3 separate regions of the Sus scrofa genome follow, and all the other regions are linked to region 1. Evidence: chromatin contacts called from public Hi-C and promoter capture Hi-C data. All regions are on one chromosome and are shown on one strand. Each heading gives the region's core, a stretch centred on a gene start, on an enhancer-like site or on the middle of the called end of the contact. The rest is flanking DNA. Distances are from core to core; before and after follow the strand shown. Region 1 holds the start of GOLGA2 (golgin subfamily A member 2). Region 2 holds the start of GLE1 (nucleoporin GLE1). Region 3 holds the start of ODF2 (outer dense fiber of sperm tails 2).

Region 1 (4,193 bases), core at 458-2,957:
GAGTGGCACAAAGAGTCATTAGCTGGACGGACCAACTATCCGCAATTCAGAACCTACAAGTTGTCCCCCAGTTGCCTGTCCCTGCTTCTGGTTGGTAACAGACACCCTCCACCCAAGAACAGGACTACATTTCCCAGCTTCCCTTGGAAATCGGATGGGATCCTACAGCTAAGTTCTGGCAAGTGGAACTTAATCAGATATGGTGTATGCCACGTCTGGGAATTGCCTTCCAAGGGAGAAGGCATGCTTTTCTGTGGTCTCCCTCCTTCCTGCCAGCTGGAGGGATGCTGGAGTTGAAAGGCGTCCTGGATTATAGAGGGGGCCTGATGATTGTTTAAGCCTTCATTACTTGGGGTTTTCTTTTACTCTCAGCCAAACTCATCTTTACCTGGTCCCCAGTCTGACCCGAGAATCCACTTCAGGTCCACCTCTTGGGTTCTCCTCTCAAATCTATGTTATCCCTGGGTTTATAGTCTCACTGGGTAGCAAAACCCTTCTGTTCATCTTTGTCCTTTCTGGCTCTAAAAGCTTCAAGGGCTGGTGCCTGATACTCGGCTAGTCTTCAGGAAATGGGTGTTGGAGCAACTCTAATACAAGAGACAGAGGCAGACGTGGTTCCCATATTTAGGATAGGGGCTTTTAACCAGTCAACGGACCATGAGTAAATACTAGCTGCCAGGCACAGGCAAAGGCTCCAGAGGTTTAGCAATGGATAAGACATCCAGGCTTGATCCCCTGCCCTCATAGACTGTAGAGCCTCGTCCCAGACATAAAACACCCAACAATTAGGCTCTTCTTCCAGAGAGTCCCATTTACAGCTCTCCTCACAGGTCCCACCTCATCAGAAAAGGCTTCCTGACCACCCCAGCTAAAATGGCCACTCCTCAGTCACTCACGAGCCCCTTGTCCTGATGTTTTCTTTCTTTCTTTCTTTTTTTTGGCTTTTGTTGTTTCAAGGCCGTACCCTCAGCATATGGAGGTTCCCAGCCTCAGGGTCTAATTGGAGCTATAGCTGCCTGCCTACACCACAGCCACAGCCATGCCAGATCTGAGCCACATCTGCGACCTACACCACAGCTCACAGCAACGCTGGATCCTTAACCCACTGAGCGAGGCCAGGGATCGAACCTGCAACCTCATGGTTCCCAGTCGGATTTGTTTCTGCCGCGCCACCACGGGAACTCCCTGTCCTGATGTTTTTAACATCAGTCACCACCCGACATGTTGTACATTTCAGGAATAATATTATGTTCATTGTCAGTCTTATACCCCGGGGCTGTAAACACCATGAGAGCAGGGACTTTGTTTTATTCACTGCTGATTGCCCTGTGTCTATAACAGTCTCTGGCGCATAGCAGGTATTATCTCAAATGAGTCCGTCAAACAGCCAATCAACTAACTGCCATCTGCAAAGTGCTTTGAAGTACAGGGAGCCAAGGGAGTGTCTCACAGAGCCACTGGCCTGAGCCAGAAAGTGGGGCTGAGATTTCTCTGAGGAAGCTCAGCTTTAAAGGATGCGTAGGTATCAGTTTGGCCAAAAGCTGGAAAAACAGTATCCCAGACAGGGGTCAGTGTATCCAAATGCCCAAGACAGGAGAGAGCACATGTGTTTGAGGGAATGAGAGTGGTTTCCAAGGGGGTGGAACGGGTGAGGGAGGGACAGTGGGAGGGAGGGACAGTGGTGTGGAAAGAAGGAAACCAACCAACCACTTGTGGCGCTGGCAGGAAGGAGGAGAGACGGAGCCCACTTGCAGAGCCTGGGGTACCACTGACGAACGCCAGGATGCTCTTTCTTTTTTGAAGCTTGGTGGGCAGGAGGAAAAGAAGGGGAAGGACTGCGAAATGACCTGGACTTTCTCCGCAGAATGAGGTCAGCTGAGGGAAGACCTCGAAGAGGGCAGCGGGTGGGTCAGCCGCTGCTGGGGACGGAGAGGGGGGCTGGGAGCCGAGGGAGCTAACCGGGTGGGAGGGCCGGAGAGGGGGCAGAGGCATACTCACAGGGGATCGGAAGGCCCCGCGGCAGCTTTTGGAAAGTCCTGGTTGAGTCCTGGAGAGGAATCCAAGGGAAAAAGTTGATTGGACCCAGAGTCCGCCTCGGCAGGAAAGCGGTACTCTGGGGGTGTGAGAGGAGGGACAGCCGTGCGGGAGGAGCGACCGCGACTGGATGCTCCCGGGATCAGGGTGGGGTTCCTCGAGGAGGGTATTCGGACAGGGGGTAGAGTGTGGAGGAGCGGATGGAGGCCTCTGGAGCTGATCTCAGGGAAAAGAAAGTTGGGGGCAAAGCTACGGGAGCGAGAGGGACTGGGAAGGGATGTGCTTTCCCCGTGCTGTCCGCTCCTCGCCCACCTCCTCAGCCCTGGGGTTCGGGGCCCCCGACTCGGGGGGGTCTGCAGTGCAGGAGGGTCCAGGGCGAGGGCGAAAAAGAGGCCTCTCAGCCCGCCAGCTATTCCGAATCCTGTGATGGAGACCAGGAGTCGTTATACAGCCAGCTGCGCGCGCACCCTGCGAGAGCAGGCCCCGCCCCTCCCCCCGCCGAGGTGGGCGGGGACCGCGGCTGCGCGCGCAGCCTGTATTATGACTCCACCCGTTCCACCTGGCTCGCGGCGGCCTAGCCACGCCCCCTTTTCCTTTCATCTTTCCAATCGGCCAATGGGATTGGAGAATCTAGGCCACGCCCACGCCGCTGCTGCCTAGAACCGCCCCGGTCCCTCCTTTTCTGGCTCAGTCGCACAGTGGCGCGGTGACTGCCGGAAGCAATTCCGCGGTGGTTGCCGGGATCGTGCTGATGTGGCCCCCCCTTCCCCCGCCCCGTCCCGGGATGTCGGAAGAAACCCGACAGAGCAAATTGGCTGCGGCCAAGAAAAAGGTAAAACACGCGGGGTCGCGGCTCCCTGACTCAGCCCGAGACCCCTTCGATGGCCGGGCCATGGCCAGAGTCTGTGCTGCCTCCAAGGCACACGGGGCGAGCCCCTCGGCGCCCCTTGGCGCCCCCCTCAAAAAGTCTTCTCAGCCAGTCCCGCCCCCTGGCAGCCCAGCCCCCGCCCTCACTCGTCACCCCCGGGTGACTTTGGGCTGGTGACCCCCGGGGCTTCCCGCTTCAGGTTCGGCCCTCGCCTCCCGCCGCCCAGAACCGGACCTCTTGGGCTCCCTGGGCTCCCTAGTCTCCCGGTCTCCAAGGACCTCGGTCCTGGCCTTGCGCTCCCCTCCCCCACCGCGGAGCGGCGACTCGGGCGTCGGGAGGGAGGAGTGGAATGTAGTTACGTCATAATCCCCCTCGGAACTGTCATTACCGCCCGGAGCCCGAGCCCCGGTGTTTGATACTACGACCCGGTCCCCTAGTGTTTTCCCACCCTTTCCGGTTTCTTTGGCCGCGGCACAGATTTCCAGCTTGATGGGAAGTCGGAACTATCGGACCTAGGTCCGACTTGGGTTTCAGGCCCCTTTACTCTAGACTGTACCCCATCCTTGGATGTTGATAGCGTAAAAGACCCCCGCTTTACACTTCACCAGTGATCTCAAAACATGGACATCATCTCTGGGTGGCAATGGGGAGAATGTGTTTTGTTTAGTTTGGTTTTCTCCCTGGTTTCCATCCAGAGAGACTTTCACATTTTTCACCTGAATTTTCTATCTCTAATTCCCTGTGAATCTGAGGCCAGAGTGCCCCTCATTCAGTGCTCTTTGGAGTGAGATCTGCTTATCCTCTGTGGAACAGATCCCCGGAAATTGAACTTCCCAGCTGGGGAATCTTTCCCAAATCATCATCTCAACATCCTAAGTGCCGCAGGATGAAATGTGGGACCGCAGCATCAATTTGGCTTGATTCTCTTGAGAGAGAAGCCTTTCGTATTAATGTAGTTAGGGATGACATTTGCATAGACTCATAAGGTTGTAATAGACTTCTCTCTGAGTTGTCCCCTTTCTGTTACATTTCCAGATTTACTAGGGGTGTTGCTTTCACTGTCTTCTGCCATTAGGATAATGGGTGTGAAAGTTTGATAAGAACTGGTGTGCAGCTCTAACAGGTGTAAGAAAGGACCCTGATGTCTGATTAAATGTTTACTTTTCCACCTCTGCCTCTGGCAGCTGTTGACAGATGTCATAACCCCAGAACTCAGTGTCTGAAGACTGAGTTTAAATTCCCTTATTACCCATTATTGCTTTTTTCCCCCTCCCTAGCCATGTTATCAGTC
Region 2 (4,193 bases), core at 1,033-3,532, 170 kb before region 1:
TCGGATTCTTAACTCACTGTGTCACAGCGGAAACTCCTCGTTACTCATTCTTTACACCAAAATAAATTTCAGGACCAGAGCTTCAAATGTAGAAAATAAAAACCATATATACAAAAAACGCCACTGGAGTTCCCGTTGTGGCTCAGTGGGTTAAGACCCCAACATAGTGTCCGTGAGGATTCAGGTTTGATCCCTGGATTGCTCAATAGGTTAAGGATCCAGCATTGCTGCAATCTGTGATGTAAGTTGCAAATGTGGCTCAGATCCTGGGTTGCTGTGGCTATGGCACAGGCCAGCAGCTACGGCTCCGATTCAACCCCTAGTCCAGGAACTTCCATATGCTGTAGGTACAGCCCTAAAAAGAAAAAAAAGAAAAAAAATTTTGGGGGGAAATACCAAAACCCCAGTAAAAAAAGGAGCAAAATATATAAACTTGAAATTTGCAAGTAAAGATATAAAATTGGTGCTTGAATATAGAAAAAATGTTTGATCTCAATCAAGATAAAAACATACTGTAAAACCACACTGCAATCTCATTCTTACCTATGAGACAGGCAAAAAAAATAAAACGATACATTCTGCTGACAAGGCCGTGGGCAAACAGGCATGATCATGCACTGCTAACTGGAAGACAAACAATATACCCAGAGAGAACGTGGCAATAAATAATAAAACTACATCTATGCCTACCTTCTGACTCAGCATCTCACTTCTAGCATTTATCCTGAAGACAATACTTCACACAAGGTGGAAATACAAGCGTTCCCGTCATGGCTCAGTGGTTAACGAAGCTGACTAGCATCCATGAAGATGTAGGTTCAATCCCTGGCCTCGCTCAGAGGGTTAAGGATCTGGCATTGCCATGAGCTGTGGTGTAGGTTGAAGATACAGCTCACATCTGACGTGGCTGTGGCTGTGGTGTACGCCGGCAGCTGTAGCTCTGATTGGACCCCTAGCCTGGGAACCTCCATATGCCATGAGTGCGGCCCTAAAAAGACCAAAAAAATAAAAATAAAAGACGGAAATACACATACAAGGTTACAAGTAATGGATCATAACTCACTGAATAAAACAGGAACCCGTGAGGATAGTGATATAAATAATTAAACGGGAGAAACGAAAGCACTTCCTTACAATATGTATAAGGAATGGTAGACATAAAGAAACACCATTTGGCTACATCACAGAAGAGACTAATTCATGCAGAAGTCGTCAATAAACGCTAAGGGTGGAGGTTTGATGAGAAAAAAAATATATTGGTCTAATCTTGGAATACCCCCCCACAAAACAGTAATCAATTACAAAGGGAAAAATGATTTTCAAGTGGATTGGTATCTGGCAGATACCAGTGTGACCATGTGATCAAGGTCAGTGCCATCACCAGTGCTGGGCTGGAATGAAGCACCTGTGTGTTACTGATGTGACCTATTCATGTGACTTACTGAGAACACAGCATCATTTCTGTGGTATTCCTGCCAAGAACGCATAACCTGAGTCTACACCAAACAGACTCGTGCTGGGATTCATGCTATATAAAGTATGTATTCTTTAAAACTGTCAAAGACATAACAAGGAAATGCTTTAGAACTGACACATTTAAGCCTGAAGAGACAAACGTCACGTCTGTACCTAGATTACCAGCAACTCGGGAAGAAGAGCTGAGCCTTAACTGTCTACAGTACAGGGCTTTGCAAATCCCAGGTGCACGGACCACGCCCCCATTACACTTTCCAGGTCTGCCCAATGTCATCTAAAAATCTGGTCTTTTCATTGGGAGCAATAGGTTAGGTCACATTAACCTTTCACCGCTAAATCTGGATCTCCCAACGGAAGAGACGCGCAGTAAATTCGCTGACCCTAAGAGGCAGGGGCGCCTGACTCCGGCCTGGAGGAGAGCACTGAAACCTCCAGAGAAGGGCACCTCTGAATAGGGGCTCCCCGAAAAGCCAAACCAGGCGGGAGAAGGCAGAAACGCCAAGGCAGGGTGAGGCGCACTCAGGAGTCAACGGCTGGTTGTTACAAAGAAGCAGCGTCCCGTGACGCGCCTCTGGGCCATTGCTCACCTCGCCCCGCAGCAGCCAGTCGCGGTGGTAGCACAGGCGACCTTTGCCCGAACTGCGCAGCGCCTGCAGGGTCTCCCAGCAGCGACCTTCCGAAGGCATGGCCTGCCTCGAAGCAGCTCCTCACAGGTGCCGCCGGAGACAAAACAACTCCTCGAATCAGCCGCCCGGAAACGGGTGCTCGCTTCCGCTTCCGGGGCGCGCACGCAGCTGCGCACTGCAACCCCGCCCCTAACGTCCGCATGGCCCCGCCCCCTGCGCCGAGCCCGCCCACTGACGCGCTTGCGCACGGAGCTCGGCTCTGGACTGTCGCTGCGTTCCAGGGAGCTGGGTAGACCGAAGGCCTTCGAAGGCCGGCCCTTTGAGCTTGCAGAAAACTGAATAGGTGGTGATGAGGAATGCAGAGGCATTGGAACCCTCAGACACTGCCGATGGGGGTCTAAAAGGGGGCAACTCCTGTGGAAAACAGTCTAGCACTTGGTCAGAAGGTTAAAGAGTTAACATTGACCCGGCAGTTCAGCTTCGTATATACCCAAAAGCTACGTGTCCACAAAGAACGTAGAATATTGGTAGCAGCATGATGTACAATTGCCAAAAGATGGAAGCTCAAGTGCCTATCAACTGATGAGTCAATAAGATATGGTGTATCCACACAATGGAATATTGGGCCACAAAAATCAAGTACGAATACACGCCTACAACATGAAACCTTGAAAACACTATAAGTGAAAGGAGACAGTCACCATATTGTGATTTATGTGAAATGGGCAAAGTGACAAAGCCAAAAAGACATAGGGACTTTATTAGTGGTTGCCAGGGGCTGGGAGGACGGGAATGGGGAGTGGATGCTAACAGGTACGGGATTCACTTATGGGTGATGAAAATGTTCAAGAATTAGATAAAGGTGGTGGTTGCACAACTTTGAATATACGAAAAACCGCTGGATCATGCACTTGAAAAGAATGCATTTTATGTTACGTGAATTCTACCTCAACAAATGATTCACCGTTGCCGGAGGCCAGCTTTAAATAGGGACACTTGAACTTTTGACTCTTTTCCCCATTTCATGGGATCTCAGTTGAGGCAGAAAGGAAAACGCTCTGGAGTCTGAAGCAATAGAAACATTTTTCATTTATCAAAAACACTCTGGGCTTTTTGTCATACAGTATTTTACAAAGAAAAATAGAACGTTGTTGGGAGAATTCCAGCAATGGCCCCCAAGGGGGGTGTTTCCCACACCAGCATCACCCACAGCAGAGCTCTGTACTGAAGAGGTTTCCATTAGTTTGACAAAAATAAGAGTCATGAGTTATACAGAAATGAATACACATGGGTGTGAGTTTGCCAACTGTCTTTTTTTTTTTTTTTTTTTTTGGCTGCACCCATGGCATATGGAAATTCCCAGGCCAGGGATGGAATCCAAGCCCCACCTATGTCACAGCTGAAGCAACGCCAGTTCCTTAACCCACTGCACCTTAATCCACAGCGACATGAGCTACTGTAGTCAGATTTGTTTAATTATTCATTTTTGGCTCTTTAGGGCTGTACCGCAGCATATGAAAGTTCCCAGGCTAGGGGCTGAAGCAAAGCTGCAGCTACTGGCCCACACCACAGCCACAGCAACTTGGGATCTGAACCTCATCTGTGACTTACACAACAATTCATGGTAATGCCGGATCCTTCACCCACTAAGCGAGGCCAGGGATCGAACCCGCATCCTCATGGATCCCAGTCAGATTTGTTACCACCGAGCCACGACAGGAATTCTATGTGGTCATTTCTTAACCCACTGCGCTGCAGCAGGAAGCCACAACGGTCTCTTAAGATCTTTCATACACGATACGAAGTACAAGTCCATTGACATTAAGTGTGTGACCACAGGCCTGGTTTCGTGGCAATGGTAGCTGGTGGTAGTTATTTCAGGGACCTTCCTCGGTAAAATAAAAAGCTAGAAACTACAAACGTTTCCTAAATTGGGGTGGAGAGAGGTTCTGATGGTGACATCCAGAGGCCCAAGTGGGACCCACTGCTTTTAAGGACACAGGAATTGTCTGGAGTTCTGGACTTGGGTCAGAGTGGCCAAGAGGGGACAAGACTGGATCACCCAGAAGGCCAATGCCAGCTGGAATGGAA
Region 3 (4,193 bases), core at 930-3,429, 140 kb before region 1:
TTGGCAAACCTGCTGGCACGCACACCCCCTCCTGCGACTCAGCACAGCGCAGCTGCAGGGCCGGGGGCCCTTTACACCCGCATCTGAACTGGGCATGCGCGCGAGCACAGGAAACACACCAACCAGTTAGGGTGCAAAGCCAGCAGGCAGCAGGCAGGTTAAAAGACGAGGAAGACAGAAAGCCGGAGGAAAGGCCGAGATGAGAAGGTTGTGCGGATTCTGAAGACAATACATCAGCAGGGCAGAACACGTGCCCCACCCCCCCAGCCCTATCAATCCCCATTCTTTCCTTGACTTTTTTTTTTTGAAAATCTGTTTTAAGATGTTCTGAAATCTGTCTGGAAGAATTGGGTTCAGACAACCTCCTTACACCCGGCAGCCTTACCACAGGCAAAACCCAAACCCAGTTCATCAGCAGGAAATGCGTGGAGGCACGGAGCCCAGCGTCCAGCCCCTGTGGGGCCAGCAGAAGAGGTTGCTGGCAGAGCCGCGGGCGGGAGGGTGCTGCACCTACCGTCACGGTCACACTGGGTGCGCCACAAGGTGTCCTCAAGACCTTTTTCTGCGTGAGACTCGTTACTCCGTTCTTACCACACGATGGAAACCTGTACCCAGGCACAAGAACCAGATTATAAGCAGAAAACTAGGGCTCTTCTATTTCTTAGATCTCCTGAAGTTATATATCACATGTGGTGGCTAAACGAGTTCACGGCTAGGAGAACCAGTCTGGAATCACCTGGCTCCCTTTACGCGAGCACCAAACGCTCATGGTGTGCCCGGCAGGGGGATGGAAAATGGGGGTAGGGGGCATTTGCAGGGCTAGCCTTTTAACCTGCCCTCGCATCACACATATTGTGACCTTTAGCTGAAAAGCCCAGCTGTCATCCTGTCTCTCAGGACACAAAAAAGCAGGCAGCATGTGGCTGAGAGTCAACACATGAGCCTGGCCAAGGGTGAGAGTGCCCAGGACAGTGCCTGGAGCAATGCTCTGTGAATCACTGACATGTAAAGGCAGAACCATAGGCTCAGGAACAAAGTCTCTGTGACTCAGAATTCATAAAACGAAGTCAAATATTCAACAAAGATGATGAAAAATGGCTATTTCCCAAAGTATTCTACTAGCTACCCTTTAAGCACCTAAGAAGCAGGGTTATTTCTGGTCTTTCTGGAATTTTGTAATACCACGTGTAATTCATCTTGCTTACATGTAAACAGCCCCATCACCAAATTTGCAAATAGAGCAAAAGTCTAATCTCCAAAATTTGGCAGCAGTGTACCCAGGAATTCCAGAATGGGAAGGGACCTGGAAAGCAGATTTGATCCATCCCACTCACTGCCTGATGACAGCCCCAAAATATGACTTTACCCTCGCTCTCCGTTATTTTGGAACAAATAATGCAGCATAAGAATTCTTAAGAACTTCAGCATACATTGGGCTATATGTATATAGCACCTTGATTAAAAAAATTTTTTTGAGCCCTACTAATCATTTAGCCAAGGAATACCAAATCTGAGCAGACAGGTTTTTTTTTTCCCCTCCTGGTTTAGAATGTTCACTTAAAGCCAACAGATTTGGGCAAGCTCTCACTCTCAGCAGGCTCTCCATCAACCTACATGGATCCCATCAACTATTGGCTAACTGCTGCATCCAACTCCTACATCACTGTTCTTATTCACACTGAGCCTAGTATTCCAAAGACAACCATGGCAATCCTATTTGCCATCAGGAACTGGGGCACCTGGGGAGGGAGGGCCAGGGGAGGCAGAGCTGGGATTATGTGCCTGCGTTTTCCTCCTTCCTCTTAAAAATCATTTTTAAATGTTTTGATCCAGGCTTTCAGTACACAGAACAGGGAAGCTGAAAAGAAAAGCCTCCAGTGAGCCCAGCCTCGGAGCTCCTGTCCACTTTTCCCTGCCCTATGGCAGACACGCCCCCCCACACTGGCAGTACCTGGGGGAGCCGCCTGAGGATGAGGCAGACATGGCTAGGCATCAAAGCCGCAAAGGTGGGCAATTGGGTCAGCAGGCTCTGCTCAGGGGGACCCAGAGGGGCTTGTCAATGAGAATCTCAGGGGCCCAGCATCAAACGTCCTCTCTGAGGGGAGAAGGGTGGAAGCTTTGGGGGTGGCAGGTGGATGAAAACTTGGGAGGCGCTCCTCTACTGTCCAAGTCGCACAGCAACTGTCCTGCCAAAGTGGGGGAGATAGGAGAGGCTGAGCGACCTGTGGGGTGGCGGGTGTGCGGGGTGGTCGGAGGTCCCCTCCCCAGGGAGTGAGGGGGGAAGGAACTAGGAGAGAAAGGACCACACCAAGGTCCCAGACGGGAGGAAAGGTGAGTGGCCACCAGGAGGAAAACCTGAAATGCTGGCTGGCGTGAGAGGTGGACAGGAGAGAACCACAAGGCCCCAAGTGGTTCCCAAACGGCCAGAACCCGCACGGAGAGCCGGAGGGATATTCGGGGTGGGGCCTGGGCAACAGTTTCCTAGGAGAAGGGGCGTTCCCAGCAAAATAGATACCCCAGAGGACCAATACTATTTAAAGGAGGGAAGAGGAGAGGCTGCTTGGGGACTGGGAGGCTAGGCAGCGAGTGGGTAACCCGTCGGCGGAGGGAAAATCCTCCCGGCCGCAGCAGTGGCCGGCTGGGCTTAGATCCGAGTTAGAGCAGGTTAGACGCTCGATCGTGCAAAGACCCGGTGTGAGACCCCCGCTTCCCCAGGAGGCCCGCCGGACCGGTGAACCCACCCAGCCGGGTCGGGCGGCCCAGAGGCGGTCCCGGGGGACAGAGCTGCCTACAAGGAGCTGGCATATAACCGCCCGGCCGAGGCCCTCGGGGGCGGGGGGCGAAGCGGACGGGGCGACGCCCACTGCCGGGCAGGAGGGCGCGGGGCCAGTCTCCGTCGGCGGTGAGAAGGGACGATCACCCACCAGCGGGCAGAAGGGGACCAGTTTCTGCCCATAGAGAGAGGGGCGAAGCACTGCCGCAGGGCAGCAGAGGAGGGAGCAGAGCTCTGCCAGTGGCCAGGTGAGGAGAGAGGCGGCCGCCCGCCCGTTAGCGGGAGGAGGAGAAGGCCCGCGCCGGTGGGCGGGGCAGGGAGGCCAGATTCTGACGGGAGCGGGACGAGCGCGCCGGTGGGTGCAGGAGGGGGCGACCCGGGGGAGGCAGCGGGACCCGGCGACCTCGGCGGGGGCCATCCCTCCCTGGGTCCCGCCTGCCGGCGACCTCTCACCAGGAGCGACACGGCTGCGCCCAGAAACGCCTCCTTATGAAGTCGTTGAAGTCGGAGGCCAGGGTCGTGCCATGGAGACGCCGCGGCGGATGCAGACCAGCTCCCGCGGCGACTCCTCCCCGCTTCCGCCTCCTTTTCCGACACCCGGTCGGCAGCTCGCCCATTGGCCAGTTCAAACCCCCCCGGGAGCCTCTCGGGTTTCGCCATTTAGGCCCAACCCCTGGCGTCACAGAGATACCCCGCCCCGCCAGAAACTCCGCCCATTTCCGGGCCACGCGTGGCGTCGCCTTGGAGACGCGCGACGCCGCCGACGGGCCTGGCCCGGGCTTGCCCCGCCGTTCAAAGCCTGGCTTCCCTGCTCCGCCATCTTTACCCTGCGTTAGGCCCTCCTCGGTTCCCTTAACTCAAGGGAGCGCCCAAACTCTAGTCCGCTCCCTCCGATTCGTTAGGCCCTGGGCCCAGAGACCGGTCACAGGACAAGCTATTGTCCGGAGCTTGCTCACTGCTTCTGGAAATGCAACCCTGTCTCTCCTCCCCTGTTGTTGCTGAGGGGAGCCGGCTTCCGCACACCACCCAGAGTATCCCCATCCCACATCGCCTGTCTTTGTGCAGGCGGGAGGAAGGGGCCTCACTCCCCTTGCTCCTCACTGCCCTCCTGCACACTGTATGCCACTGTGTGTACAGACCTACTCGGATGAGGTTCTCGCTGAGTCGCCATCTTCTCAACTATGCTTCACTGTCAGCCAATCGTGGGAGGGCTGTCACGTGGCTCACGGAGCCGCCCTGGATTCTGGGAGACTTTAGCATCCTCAGGGTCCACCTGGCCTCAGTGCCTTGACTTTCTCATCTCTGCCAGCTTCCCGCATCTTCCCCGTGCATCCCCAGGGTCACATACCTGGTCCACCACCTGGAATCTTAAATACCAGCTCTTTCCAACAGAACTCACTCTTCTGCCTTCCCATTCACC

The links. Promoter capture Hi-C pulls out the DNA fragments that hold promoters and counts their contacts. Hi-C and Micro-C count contacts between places; a contact is called where the count stands out from the background.
Region 2: a promoter capture Hi-C map of liver shows a contact between it and region 1, with 5 times the contacts expected there. The contact joins the promoter of GLE1 here to the promoter of GOLGA2 in region 1. A contact is called at or near these places in 1 of 5 promoter capture datasets (liver) and 1 of 2 datasets of contacts at active chromatin or transcription factors (alveolar macrophages).
Region 3: a Hi-C map of epiblast stem cells shows a contact between it and region 1, with 1.6 times the contacts expected there. The contact joins the promoter of ODF2 here to the promoter of GOLGA2 in region 1. A contact is called at or near these places in 2 of 5 promoter capture datasets (fetal skeletal muscle and skeletal muscle), 14 of 47 Hi-C or Micro-C datasets (alveolar macrophages, blood, embryonic fibroblasts and 9 more) and 2 of 2 datasets of contacts at active chromatin or transcription factors (alveolar macrophages and skeletal muscle).

The regions. Positions count from the first base shown.
Region 1 is chr1:268,718,688-268,722,880 of Sscrofa11.1, reverse strand. GOLGA2 (golgin subfamily A member 2) reads left to right here and starts at 1,707. Exons shown (of 26, transcript XM_021069501.1): 1 at 1,707-1,870. It overlaps SWI5 (a long non-coding RNA gene), which reads right to left and starts at 2,649. Exons shown (of 5, transcript XR_001306646.2): 1 at 2,347-2,649; 2 at 1,999-2,047.
Region 2 is chr1:268,892,370-268,896,562 of Sscrofa11.1, reverse strand. GLE1 (nucleoporin GLE1) reads right to left here and starts at 2,282. Exons shown (of 16, transcript XM_003122222.5): 1 at 2,064-2,282. The coding sequence starts at 2,162. It overlaps ODF2 (outer dense fiber of sperm tails 2), which reads right to left. Exons shown (of 21, transcript NM_001193447.1): 21 at 4,181-4,193.
Region 3 is chr1:268,856,529-268,860,721 of Sscrofa11.1, reverse strand. ODF2 (outer dense fiber of sperm tails 2) reads right to left here and starts at 2,179. Exons shown (of 21, transcript NM_001193447.1): 1 at 1,952-2,179; 2 at 515-605. The coding sequence starts at 1,983.